Regions from separate parts of the Gadus morhua genome. Here region 2 is linked to region 1. A link is a contact called in public Hi-C data. All regions are on one chromosome and are shown on one strand. Each heading gives the region's core, a stretch centred on a gene start, on an enhancer-like site or on the middle of the called end of the contact. The rest is flanking DNA. Distances are from core to core; before and after follow the strand shown.

What was found. A called contact is a pair of places that touch in the nucleus more often than the background predicts.
Region 2: a Hi-C map of gonad shows a contact between it and region 1, with 8 times the contacts expected there. The contact joins the promoter of LOC115529216 here to the promoter of ccnb3 in region 1. A contact is called at or near these places in 2 of 6 Hi-C or Micro-C datasets (gill and gonad).

Annotation. Positions count from the first base shown.
Region 1 is chr17:12,360,659-12,363,358 of gadMor3.0, reverse strand. ccnb3 (cyclin B3) reads right to left here and starts at 1,295. Exons shown (of 13, transcript XM_030338650.1): 1 at 1,143-1,295; 2 at 738-882; 3 at 125-208. The coding sequence starts at 821.
Region 2 is chr17:12,541,805-12,544,504 of gadMor3.0, reverse strand. It overlaps LOC115529216 (wiskott-Aldrich syndrome protein family member 3), which reads right to left and starts at 1,448. Exons shown (of 12, transcript XM_075074166.1): 1 at 1,126-1,448. It overlaps htr2cl1 (5-hydroxytryptamine (serotonin) receptor 2C, G protein-coupled-like 1), which reads right to left. Exons shown (of 6, transcript XM_030337767.1): 6 at 2,429-2,700.

The sequences.
Region 1 (2,700 bases), core at 46-2,545:
AACTTTATGTGCCGTCGCCATCTGCTTAAATCGACCACAGAAAAATATTCTCCTTTTAAACTCAGTCCTTGTGTTTCATGTAGAGCAGTGGATAAATAGATCAAAGTCGGCGGTGTGGACATACGTTAGTGATGTCAACAAAGGCGGTCCTTTTCTTGGGGGCCCCGTGTGGGGGGGACGATGACCTCTTCACCTGAGGGCCATCCTCCTGAACCGGAAGGTACAAGGGTTTGCATTAACACCAAAGTTCAAAGTCGAAAGTCAAGGTGTTTTAGTTATAATATGCACAGCAAAGCATAGGGTCATACTGAACAGGGACCTTTCTTGTGACAACGGCAAGCAAAAAATATGGAGATATCTTATGATTAAAAAAAAAGAGACACAAATAAGGGCAATGATAGCTCAAATTTGGCAGGACAAGCAAAACATAATACCTACATATACAGATGTAAAAAATGCAGGTGAAAAATTAAATGAAGATGATAATAAGTTGTTAGGTGGTAAGTGGTTGTATCTGTAGAGTTTTCAAACATTTACTACATATACATATAAAAACACTGAGCAATTTAGATTTTAGGAAGCATTTTCACTAGGAGGGGAGATTTAAATCGGTCCAAGGCGCCCTGCAAAGCACCATTGTTCTGCAGGCCGGTGGCCCGCCAGGCTATTTAAATGTAGCAGGCTCCTACCGAGGCTATAGGCTCCTAGGTTTAAAGTTGGTTGAATGAGACGCTTACCTTCTTCTCCGGGTTAACGTTGCCCAACCTTGGTATTTTGCTGGCGAGGCCAGTCGTGGGTTTCTTTCCCCGTGTGAAAGGCATTGCTTCTTAATATTCCTTGGCGGTTTCTTGCAGTCGTTTTAAAAATGAAACACAGGGGTCACTAGAAGAAAGAAGCATAAAATTGGCGGGTCAGTTGAAAAAAAATGCAATGTATCGATATCCCACTTTGAAGTTGCCACCAATTAGCATTACCATCTGACCAATACAAAGTTTATCAAAGTATATTTGCAGCGTTAGAAGACACTGAACACTGCATGCTTCCGTTACATGTGCAAGTCTGTCCGCAATGAGGCGTAGCCATATCACTTCCGATTTCAATGAAAGTAAGTCAGAAAAAGTTCTCTGGAAGCTTTTCCTTACCGTGAGGATAATTCTCGGTGAAAACAGACTTCATGTAAGCTGTAATACTCAATGATCTCAGGCAAGCTTCACTGCGTTGAACAGTTGTTTGTTTCAAAGGTCCAAAACTCAAAGTGGGATTGCTGGGATTCCAAATGTTGTGCCCTGCATACCCATTGGCTGGAATTCCACTGCCGCCAACCAATCAGAAAGCTGCGTGGAATGCCGTTGTTAGGGGGTGCTTGTTTTATTGGTAGAGTCAACCGTCAGGCGGTCTAAAAACATATACCATGGTATATTAGCGCTTCAAAAACATTTAATATGTAAAAGTAAGGTCAAACATAGATTTTTTTTACATTATATTCTATTTTAGGATTATCATGGGTCATGGACCATGTATATTGCAGATCACCGCCCGGCTTAACCGACTGCTCAACAAGAAATCCTCTTTATAAAGTAGGCGGGGCACTGGTATTTTCAAACTTCTTAGCAACCAATAAGAGTTCAGTATTTGGTACTTTGTTGACGTTTTTCGTCTAGACTGAGCATGTTAGCTTCACAAGAACATATCTCATAATTTGTCGGTTTTGAGCGCTAGATTTTCTAGTTTTGAGTGCTAGATGTTTCAAGATAATAAACGCATGTCGGTTTTACCATGAATATTGAAAACTTAGAAAGGATGAAACTCATGTATGTTGCTTAATGTTCAAATAATAAAGTACATCTCTAATTAGAACTATCTTGATCAAAATACTGTGAAATCAAAAAAGATGATTCATTATTGTTAATGAATACAAACAAATTATCATACTTACTTCAAAAGTAGGCAAATATTCCAAAATATTGGATCCAAGATAGAACCACATTTGGATCAAAAATATGCTTTATTTTGATAAATTGTCAGTTGATAAACTTACCGATATCACGGGCCGTCGCCAGTAATACAATGTGTACTTATTATGTGTACTTTTTTTTTTTTTTTTACAATGTCTTGTTTTTTAAACGATTTATGATGAACATGTGCTCTGTAAGGTGACCTTGGGTCTCTTGAAAGGCGCCTCTAAATTAAATGTATTATTATTATTATTATTATTATAGACTATCTGCATATTGTATAACCTTGCATGTTTTATTTGGTCTTCTGTTTTCTGTTTCTACCATTCTCATCCAAGGACAAATTTGTTTCATGATGGAGAGAAATATGCTCACAGTGTTGGAAGCTCACCAGTTTATACATATATATATATATATATATATATATATATATATATATATATATATATATATATATATATATATATATATATATATATATATATATATATATAGAGAGAGAGAGAGAGAGATATATAGAGAGAGAGAGAGATATATAGAGAGATATATAGAGATATATATATATAGAGATATATATATATAGAGAGAGAGAGAGAGAGAGAGAGAGAGAGAGAGAGAGAGAGAGAGAGAGAGAGAGAGAGAGAGAGAGAGAGAGAGAGAGAGAGAGAGAGAGAGAGAGAGAGAGAGAGAGAGAGAGAGAGAGAGAGAGAACTAACCACACATATACATAGTACCTCACACACAC
Region 2 (2,700 bases), core at 199-2,698, 180 kb before region 1:
GATTGGTAGAGAGAACGACAGAGACAGAAAGGTAGATAGATAGAGATAGAGAGGTACAGAGAGAGATAAGATGAAACTACTATGTTCCGGCATTACTTTAGAAGGGGTCCCGGTGGACTATTCCAAATGACCCTAGAGGGTGTTTCAAAAGGGAAGATCACCTGACTGCAGCAACAATTAGCTGATTTGCTTCAAGCAAAAGAGACAGTCACAGAACACAGCATCACACTTTACCCCTCCACACAACACACTGTACTTCACCACAGAAAATACTATACTTCACCACAGAACACACTGTACTTCCCCACCAAACACCACCAAAGAACAGACTATACTTCACCACAATATACTTCACTACCAAACACCAGACTATACTTCACCAACAAACGCCACACCTCATCACAGAACCCACTTTACTCCACCACACCTCACCACAGAACACAGCAGTCTCCCCACGAGCCACGTCAAACCGCAGCTACACCCCCTTACCACCTCCCCCCTCACTGAATCCAAACACATTTACAAACGCATGCTGTGCTTCACGCGGTGACGCTCCTCCACCTTGGCACACTCTAGGACAGACCCGACAATCACACAGCTTCTAAAAGGAGTGAGTGACCCTGGTGTAAATCTGAACAGCAGCTAATCCTTTGAGCTATTTGGTCAGGCTGCCCGGTGCCGTTATCCCCCCCCTGCTACACCCTACTAGTAGAAGAAGACACATCGAGGAATCGCACCACGGCTCATCATGTGATGGCGACCGGGGGCCGGTCGGTGCACCATGGTCACGTTCCACAAGCACCTGGACCAACACCGCGGCTTCCGTACCTCTAAGGATACGGACCCAAAGCGGACTCTACCTTAGCGCCGATAATCGGATCTAGTGCGAAGGATCGTATGCGTGTAGACGCACAATAAACGGCCCCAGGTGTGTGCAGGCTACGTTACCGGGGTATTAACACAACACGCATCGCTATAGGCCCCATAGACACCAATGTAACAATAACACATTAACACTCACATACATAGGCACGCACGTTCGCGTGCAGTGCCCATACGGTGGAGAATGCGTTTACACACACATTCGGTGAAGAAGCAGATTATAAAAAAATAGCAAAGAATTACCTGCAAGTCCCTCGCGTTGGAAAAACCTCAGATCCTCGTCGTCTTCCTTTTAATAAAATAAAATCACGTCGTTATCAAACCCGCGGTGTGCCATTCATATTAAACCTTCCATGTACGGTGAGAGAGAGAGATGGCACACACACACACACACACACACACACGCGCACACACACACACACACACACACACGGCTTGACCGGAGAAACGGAGGAGCTGGTGAAGAGGAGGAGGAGGAGGAGGAGGGGAGAGATCTCTGGGGTGTCTGCTCTCATACGTCGTCGTTTCCAAGGCAGCGAAAACTCAACCATTGGGATGCAGAGGGCTCGCTGCAAGAACCGAATGGCGCATGCGCACCCGAGAGATACCGATGATACCCGAGACCACCGCCCACCACAGACGTCACGGATTAGGGGTAGGGAGGGGTGTGCGCACGTGCACGTGCAAGACTTCGACGACTATTATGTTCTCCATCCATTTATTAATGATGGCACATCAGCGTCATACTACTATACTAGGCCTGCATTTTTGATTACATATGCATATGAATGGTAGGCAAAGGGAAATCACATTACTCAGACACCTGATAATTAACGTGAGGCCGCTGCGTAAGCACTGCGAGATGGATGCTGCATAGCAAACAAACCCGCCGCTTACCACTTTCCTGATGGGTATCCGGCGCTGGCTGCTCTGTCCAATGGCGCAGTGCCTGGGTTCCGCCACTAGGAGATGATGTTGCGCTATGGTTTGGGCCCGGGGGGGCGACAGACGTCTTGTCGGTTCTCCTTCTCTTCTGTCGCTCTCCGAGGTGCTGAAATCTACACACGACGACAAATGGATTTTTCCTTTTCTTCGTTTCAAGTGATAATCAAGATACGATGATCTTAATGAAATAGAACAAACCTTGTTCAACTAAAAATCGTTCAAATATCATGAGACATTCTGTATGTGTACTATTTATACGAATATACGATTAACTAACTAGGCGTTCAGTTAAGGTAAGAAAATATCAACAAAGATCTAAAATATTCCAAGTTCTGTTAACTTTGTTGGACTATTTAATGCCCGAAAGATATTTTCTGAAGTACAAATATTACTAAATATATATATTTTTTCTGGACTTTGTGGCTTTCTCTTTAAAATATATGTAGGGCGTTATCAAATAATTGTTTTAGGTTGTCCTTTTCCCTAGGCTGAGGTAATTGAGATTATGTGTAGAAGGGACAATTTTTGGTGCTTACAAAATACACTATCTAGTACAATTACTCATAGGCCACCAATATCGAAATGAATAAAATACCTTGCACACCGTATAATTATATTTTAATAAATAAAAAGAGCAGCACCACACAGAAAATGTAACAAAAATTAAAGAATAGAACCCACATGTTTGGGTGACGACGTAATCATTGTGTAAACTTAAAAAGAAGTGTCCAAGACAACAGAAAAAAAATCACAATTTAAACTTGAGAATTAAAAAAATCCTAACAAAAAAGAAAGCTTGCATAAAGTAATAAGGAATACACATAGAGAAGCTGTAGCTCCTCCCAGCGCTGGGGGTCCTACCAGAGACCAGCC